Linked DNA regions of Mus musculus: all the other regions are linked to region 3. The links are chromatin contacts, called in public targeted proximity ligation maps. All regions are on one chromosome and are shown on one strand. The core of a region is the stretch at or near the end of the contact, and the rest is flanking DNA. Distances in the headings are between cores, read along the strand shown.

The links.
Region 1: a contact with region 3 is called in a targeted proximity ligation map of embryonic stem cells, with 8 read pairs. A contact is called at or near these places in 1 of 39 promoter capture datasets (pre-B cells), 2 of 484 Hi-C or Micro-C datasets (both in embryonic stem cells), 5 of 130 datasets of targeted methods (the 230-238 cell line, embryonic stem cells, epiblast stem cells and 1 more) and 1 of 9 other capture datasets (liver).
Region 2: a contact with region 3 is called in a targeted proximity ligation map of effector CD8 T cells, with 10 read pairs. A contact is called at or near these places in 1 of 39 promoter capture datasets (pre-B cells), 3 of 130 datasets of targeted methods (the 230-238 cell line, effector CD8 T cells and thymic regulatory T cells) and 1 of 9 other capture datasets (liver).

Annotation. Positions count from the first base shown.
Region 1 is chr19:21,791,311-21,794,143 of GRCm38.p6, forward strand. It overlaps Cemip2 (cell migration inducing hyaluronidase 2), which reads left to right. Exons shown (of 24, transcript NM_001033759.2): 2 at 1,328-1,670. The coding sequence starts at 1,340. Among named protein-coding and RNA genes, the nearest start is that of Cemip2, 14 kb to the left of the region's middle.
Region 2 is chr19:21,862,404-21,865,103 of GRCm38.p6, forward strand. No RefSeq gene overlaps it. Among named protein-coding and RNA genes, the nearest start is that of Cemip2, 85 kb to the left of the region's middle.
Region 3 is chr19:21,270,983-21,273,682 of GRCm38.p6, forward strand. It overlaps Zfand5 (zinc finger, AN1-type domain 5), which reads left to right and starts at 1,296. Exons shown (of 6, transcript NM_009551.5): 1 at 1,296-1,760. LOC115489044 (atherin-like) reads left to right here and starts at 476. Exons shown (of 2, transcript XM_030251153.1): 1 at 476-508; 2 at 793-1,760. The coding sequence starts at 476. The coding sequence ends at 1,485.

The sequences.
Region 1 (2,833 bases), core at 146-2,645, 520 kb after region 3:
AGCAGCCTGTAACATTTAACTTAGGTCAGAGGGGTGGGAGATAGGGAGGCGATGGGCCTGCCCGGGCATGTCCTGGTCTGTTCTGCTATGTTCTCAGCCCCAGGTTTCAAAGCTCACAAACAAGTCTTTGGGCTATTTGACATACATTACATGAATCACAGGTCTCAAGTTTTATTTCCTTTCAATGTCACCACACCAGGCTAAACATTCATACTGAGTGCATTCAGAGTCTGTATGTAAGTAAGGTTATGGGAAGAAATGGTTAAACTGCTTAACCACGAGATAGCCCCATCCGGGGAATTGAACATCCAGACTTGAATGCCTGTCTGTTGGAACTTCCTAGGGCATCTGTTGGGTTCTCATGGGATACACGGACTTGTAATTTCAGTTTAAAGAGTTTAGGGTTGTGAGGCTCCAAGTGTGGTCACCAGAGTGTGTTTTATAGACACACATTTTTCTTTTCTTTTTGAGATTATAATGTAATACGCCATTTGCCTCTTCCTTTCAAAGTGTGTGTTTTAAATATGTAAATCCAGAGTCCTCTTTGCAGTAGTTGGGCCTGAATCACATAAAAAAGAGTCCAGGGATCTCCATTTCTCTCAGGTTTGTTTTTTTTTTTTTTTAATGCTTATTTTCCATTCTGAAAACCCTGAACAGTTGGCATGAGCAGGTGGCTCCAGGTGCTCTTTAGAGTCCCTTGGGAATGTTAATTTTCCAGCAGCTTTGACCCAGCCTCACCACCCTAACTGAATTGTTCTAGAGCGCAGCCAGGGAGCCCTGGGAGGCTGTAGGATGCGATTATGTGCTCTGCAGTGGAGTGGAGTGGAGAGGCAGTGTCCTTAGAACTAGACAACCTAACACTGAAGGTGGCGGCACCCAGTTAACTGAATCGGGGATGTAATTGACTTGGTATTTTCTGTCAGTGTCAGGCTGAGGTGGGAGTGGAGAAGTGTGCTAATGGTGTGGAGCTGCTGCTCAGGGCACTGAAGAATTCCTGAAAAAGGATGGTGCTGATGGTCATACAACTTTACGAATATAATTAATGTCACTGGATAAAAAAAAAAAAAAAAAGAGATTTATGCTTGTCTTAGCACATTACGTGTTTGAGAGCTGGGGTGTGGCCTAAGGGTAGAGTGTGTGCCTCGAGTATACCAGGTACTTGATCCCCAGCACTGAAAATGTTTTTCAGGGATCATGCCTCTAATCTCAGTATTTGGGAGGCTGAGGCAGGAGCATTGTCATGCTTTTGAGGCTAGACCCTGTCTCAAAACAAAGTCTTAATGCTATTACATTGTACACGTTCAAAACCTTCTTTCCCTTTTCACAGTGACAGGGTATCATGTATGCCGCTGGTTCCAGGGGCCACTCCCCTGCTTTCCTGCAACCTCAAAACGGAAACGGCCACCGCTCACCTGGTTATGTTCCCGGGAAGGTGGTTCCCTTACGTCCCGCGCCTCCTCCAAAGAACCACGCCTCCGCCAAACTGACCTCCAGGAGCCAAGACGCCCCAGCGACCTTTGCTTTCTCCCCCGAGGAGCAGCGGACTCCGAGCGAGAGCCGAAAGCGGAAGAGGCACAAGAACACCTTCATCTGCTTCGCCATAACCAGCTTCTCGTTCTTTGTGGCGCTTGCGGTCATTTTGGGAATATCCTCAAAATACGCTCCAGATGGTATGTGCTCCTGCGTGTGAATGGGAATGAAGTATGTGTGCTGTGCGCACATATGTAGAGAAAGCATAGTCCAAAAGAAGAGCTAGGGGGAGAATGTAGAAAGCACACTTTAAAGAAAAAGGCCTTGGTTGCTGAGCCTGGCTGTAGCTACCTAATGCACAGGTAGGATGAGGTGTGACTGCTTACAAATGACAGCAGTTGTTTGAGGAGTCTGTGGGAAATTGTAAATGAGAAGGCTTGTCTTTCTGTTTTTTTTTTTTTTTTTTTCTTTTTCCCTCCTCCACTGTGTCTCAGGGCTCAAGTCTTTCTTGGAGCATCTCTGTAAATGTTCTTTACAAATCCCCATGGGAGTGCAGGATGGTGCTTGTTGGGAGCTGGGAGTCTTGGATCACAAAAACTTTACTTAGTTATCCATATAGCGATAAAATGGATGCGACTAAAGATCTTGTTTAGTGCTTTGAAACAGGCGTGATAAACAGTACAAAAAAAGTTGTTAATACTTTTGAGCTATGGAATGCATCCTTAAACTTGCCCCCAGGTGTGTGAGTTGATACATTTGTCCAGTCTAACCATTCTGTTCATTGATGAAGACCACGGAGGGACCTTTAATTCCTTAAATGATATTTGCTTATCAAGAAACCAGGCCAGAAACTTAATGATCAATGCTGAGGAGACAATTCAGTTGGTGAGGATCCGAGTTTAGTTCCCACAACCTGTGTGGGGTACATCACGGCCACCAGGAACTCTAGGGGCTCCAACACCCTCTTCTGCTTCCCTTAGACACACCTGCCATGCATTTACAAACAGATCTGAGTAAAAATTTAAAGAAAAGATCTTTAAAAAGAAGACAAAACCCAAACTGCGTGTGGTGGCGTATGCTTTGTAATCCCAGGGCTGGACAGGTGGCACCAGGAGGACTCCTGAGTCTGACTGGGGGCTGACTGACTCTGGGTTGCTGGCTTGTCTCCACACGCATGGGTCCCTCACTCTCCACTCCTCAAACACACACACACACACACACACACACACACACATACATATGCACACACACACACAGAGAGAGACAGACAGAGAGTGAGGGAAGAAGGGAGGAGGGAGGAAGAGAGTAAATATATGTGTGTGTGTGTGTGTGTGTGTGTGTGTGTGTGTGTGTGTGCGCGCGC
Region 2 (2,700 bases), core at 83-2,582, 590 kb after region 3:
CAAGCAGTACTATAAACACGTGTAATTGAATGAAAGTGGCCTTGACTCACAAACAGCTGGCAATCTGAAACACCTGGTGGGTTTCACATCCTTATACATTCTTTAGTATTTTCTAACAGTTAATGGACTAGGAACTTGATTTTTAAACACATTTCCAAGATGGCGGAGGGCACACTGAGACTGCCCTGTGCTGCTTAGTCTCTGCCTTTGTTTTACTTGTTTCTGGACAGCAGCACATGGAGTTAGGCAGAACCTGCTTAGGGAACCGGTTTGAACACCCACAGGCAGGAGGATTGCATTTATGCTGGTGGTTGTGAGGGTACCACAGCTCAGTAACCCAGCTGTTACAAACCAGAATTCTGAAATGTGGAAATGACTACAGTGAAAGTATGCGGCCACACCCATTTTACGGTTGGGCTGTATAGCATTCTGCTCTTGCTATTCATGTGAGGGGAAACTTGAGTCCAGCTAACAGTTTGTCACTTCCAACCCCTTTTACCATGAAGCAGGTTCTCAACTTGTGGGTCCCAACCCCTTTAGGGTCAAACAGTCCTTTCACAGGGTTTGCCTAAGACCATTGGAAATACAGATATTTACACTACGATTCATAACAGAAGCAAAATTATAGTTATGAAGTAGCAAGGGAAATAGTTTTATGGTTGGTTATTACTACAACATGAGGGACTGTATTAAAGGGTTGCAGTATTAGGAAAGTTGAGAGCCACACAACAATTCTTGGCTAATAATCTCACTCCCTACTCAAGAGGAAAAACCGCTAGCACACAGCAGATTGGTTTTGAGATAGGTTTTATGTAATAAGCTGAAGTTGAATTGCAGACTTGGGAAGGCATACTGTTGGCAACAAACCTTTCCATGTTTCTACCCATTTGTGTGATCACCCATTACACCAACACCTCTTGCCCTCTGCTCAAGGTTCCAAGGTTGTGTGTGTGTGTGTGTGTGTGTGTGTGTGTGTATGTGTGTGTTATTGGCAAGACTGAATTCCCAGGCCTCTTGTAACTCCTCATCCTGTTTATGAGTTCCCTGTTCAACACTCAGGATTTTTAGTCCTTGCTAACCTAATTTCGAGGCAGGTTCCGTGTCTCAAATTCATTCTCTTTGGGCAGTAATTCCATTTAAATGTCTGCTACAATACCTACAGTGCTAAAAAGAACGCGTACCTGAAAGTTTTAATTATCTAACTCTGGCTGATTTGTAAGGCAATTTTACCCTCCCACGTACTGACCTAAATGTGAAAGTGCAGCCATCTCAGTGTGGAGAGAATTATAAACGGAGAAGAGCCACAACTTACAGAATGAGTCACTGAGTCATTGAGTCAACCCCAGCAACAGGATGTGAGCACTTGGCTTTGAAAGGAGTCCTTTCTGTTGATCAGGCGTGTTGTGAATAATAGCTGATTTTCCTCCTGTTTTAGGTAATGTTCCAAAAACACAGACCAGTGACACTATCAGGCTCTGAAGGGTACACCCCTTTTGAATTTGAGCCCAAGGATTTAGCCACAAGCAAGCGTATTTACCTGGTTATATTTCTGGAAGTCTTTGTTTGTAGTGTCTTGTGTTTCTGCAGGTCACCTTATTTCAATAGCTAAAAGGAAGAGATTTGGTAATTATAGCTTTCCCCTGTTGCAGCTCCATATTGGAAACACACACATCCAAGTACGGGAAATGCTACACGAGCAAGATGAGACTGGACAGGAGCAGGGACTTCCTGTGCAGTTTACCCATGGGTGGGGAGAGATCAGTTACAAACATGAAATGATCCCAGAGGAGGGGTTGCTGTACTGATGATCTGTGATTTCTATCTCTTGTGAATTCCTTCGAACAAGTTGCTTTTAATTCAATTAATGATGTAGTATATAAAAAAGCCGAGTCCAAAATCTCTGGATAACTATGTTAGTCATCTTTTTTTCCTTAGGAAGATAAATATCTCCTGGGAATTTATTATAATTAAATGTTTAATAAATTTGGATCTATATTATTTATATTTTTTAGGTTGATTCTTTACACATTCTGATTACAAATCAAGAATCATTTCCCCAAAATAGCAGATCTGTTGGAATCTAGATCTTTAGCCTTCTGGAGTAGATAGTCATCTTCTAAGTCATCCCTTCAATACATATGTTCTTGTTTCTACATGATGGAAATGACACAGGATTATTTGCTTTTATTTGGTCACTTTGGGAAACACAGAGTGAGCTAACTGAAGATTTAAAAGATAGTGTGTATATGTGTGTATGCATGTGTATGTGTGTGTAATGTGTGTGTGTGTTAGGATGTATGTGTGTGTGGTATGGTGTGTATGTGGTGGGGTGTATGTGTGTGTATGTTTGTGTGGTATGGTGTGTGTGTGTGTGTGTGGTGTGTGCTGGGGTAGAGATCAGTAGACAGCTTCCATATTGTTTTTCTCCTCTCGCCTTTTTTGAGAAAGGATTTCTTTGCTGTTGGAAATCGTGGTATGTACTCCAAGCTACTTGGTCTGCAAGGTTCCAGGGACTATCCTGTCTCTGCCTCCCATCTCATTCTAGAAGCATTAAAATTGAAGACTTCAGTCCACTCAGTTTAACGTGGGTTCTGGGGACCCAAACTCTGGTCTCTATCCTTCCACAGCAAGTGCTTTGCCCATAGAGCCCTCTCCCCAGCCCAATAATAATATTGGAAGTAAAGAATGATTAAAAGAACA
Region 3 (2,700 bases), core at 46-2,545:
CCATTAGTCTCTAGCGCTTCAGGCAAGAGCATCCTTCATCATGACTGCCTTACCCTGACAAATGGACAGGGAGGGCATTTTTCTCAGTAAACTGCTGTGATAAATAAGGAGACCCTAAATGAAAAATAGATGACACTGAAATGGCTGGTAAATGGTAGCAGTTAGTTTTATTATTTACTAGTTTACAGAAATAAATCCCAAAGATCCTAGGACAAATGACCCAAACTAAGTCTGAAATACATTACTTGACCATAGCAATATAACCCCGAAATAGGTTTTTAAAATGTATTATGTACCGGTTAGTCCACTTGCTGTGCAGGGAGCAGTTAGATTTGGAGCATCAGGGCAGCACCCCTCCCCCACACTACTTCCACAATATCACAAATACAAAATCTAGAAATGAGGTTCGTGTGTCCCAGTCAAGGCCAACCCTAGGGTACCTTAGAGATAGGCCTAGGGTTTTTAAATACCCGAAATGAAGGACCCTAAGTGCATAAATGCCGTTAAGGTAGCCCTTCAAGGCCTACGGTTCTTAAATACCCGAAGTGAAGGACCCTAAGTGCATATTTGTAGCTAAGGTAGTAGCCCTTATGGATTTCGGCAGAGACATTTTGTGACCAGAACCCACGGAGAGACCAGCAGAAAGCTTCTTCTGTTCGTGCTCTGGGCAGGTACCCAGCACCTTGCCCTTGCCTGGGGTCCGGCTTGTTTGTCCCTCTTGCTCCATCTCATCAGGCTTGTCAGGGTTCTCCGTGCTTCACTGGAATAGTAAATTTCCAGGGGTTTCTATAGGCTGGCTTAACAGTTCAGAACGGCGGCGCGGGGCTGGGGCTGGTGGGCGGTCCTAGCTCAGAGCTGGCAGCGCACCGCGACCTTGGGCGGTGGCAGGCGGAGCTGCGGCGACACCCGGAACCCTGCCAGCCTCCTCCGGGCCGTGCCTTCCCGTCCCGCGGGGAGGGGACCCCGGCGGAGCTGGGGACGAAGCGTGAGAAACTGGGCTGGTGTGGGTGGCTGAGGGCGGACAATAGGGTTAAAAATAGAAGCGCTGCCTCCGTGGACCCGCCGCAGCAGCTCCACCCAGGGCCCCGCGGGCCGGAGGGTGACTGGGCGACGGTGACCGCAGCCTCCGGACTCGCCCCGCCCCCAAGTGCGGCCCCGCCCCCGGCTAGTGCCTGCAGGTCAGGGGCGGGGCCTCGTCCCGCGACGTCATCGCGCCGCGGGCGTGCCGACCGGGTTTTCGCTGACGCACAGGCCCCGCCCCCGCCGCCCTTTCCCTCAGATCCCGAGCGCCGGTCAGAGCCAGAGCGTCAGTCGTCGGGATCGCTGAGCGGTGTGCATCTGGTCAGGCGTCCGCTCGCTGCCCGGAGTCGCGCAGAGTCTCTGGCGAACGCGGAAGCCCGAAGAGCGCAGTCCTCGGGCCCCGTCGGCGCTCAGGCCTCTCCGCGCGCCTCCTCACTCGGCCGGGACGTCGCTGTGGAGGCGTGAGGTGCCGGCGGCCGGGCGCCTGGAGCGGCGCTAGCCCCGCGGCCTGCGGTTCTTCTCCTCCCCCGCCGCCCTCCCACCCGAGCTGCGGCGGGGCTCGGCCGCCTCGGCGCTTCTGCACGAACAAAGGAGGCCTCCGCGGCGCCAGCGCAGCTCCGCCTGCGCTCCGCTCCGCTCCGGCCCGCGGCGGCCGCTAGCCAGCCCTTCCCGGAGGCCTCAGCCCGGCCCACCGCCCGGCGTCGCGCGCCAGCTCGCTAGTGCATCCGGGCCCCCGCAGGGTAAGTGGCGCGAGCCGGGACGGCGCGGGGGCGGGAGCACGCCCGATCGGCGAGCACAAAGACGGGCCCGGCCGGGCCAGCGGGCTGGACGGGACAATGCCCGGCGTGCCGCGGCGCCGGGTGCCGGCCGGCCGACCGACCGACAGGATAGACAATGGCAGAGGCGGCTACTGCCGCGCCTGGCTCCCTGCACAGCCGAGTTGTTCCGGCGAGGGACCGTCGAGTGCATGACTCAGTGGTTTTTGGAGCAGGCCCTACCGGGCTTCCCGGAGCGCGGCCTGCGCTGCGAGGGGGGTGGGGGGCCTCTGGGTCCCGAACTCGGTCGAAATCGCTGGAACCGGGACTGACGGCTCTTCTCCCGGAGGGTTTTTAGTTTTTTCCAATGCGGTTAAGCTTCTCCCTCAAAATCCTTTGCATGGAAGCAAGTCGAGCGCCTCTCCCTTTGTTTCTTTCCTACGTGAACATTTGTGAAGTTGACATTTTGCTTGCTTTCCGTGCACTCCGTGTAGTTGTATTCTGAGGGAAGGTATTATAAGCTAACTGTCGATTGGAGCTGCCTAAGAATATTACCTGAGATAATTAGAAGAAAATAATATATAGGTCAGAGCCTCCTTTCTTAAAATCGGTATTTAGTAATCAAGGGAATAGTAAGATAGTAATTAATTTTATCTTATTTTGATTTTTTTAGGTGAGATTTCATTATTCAACTGCTGAAAATATTTCACTTTTACATTTCAAGTTTGTTTTTGAAGTGTCTCGCCCCAAAATAAGGGATTTCTTTTAGTTGTTCTAAATTGTTTTGTGGCTGGAACCGGTATTAAGTATGGAAAGAAGCTCTTAGAAAAAAAAAACTATTTGACTGTTTGGCAGAGGTGTCTGAAATCTGGAGACTAAGGACTTGCACAAGGTCAGGCTTAGTAGCACATTAGAGTTTAGAGTT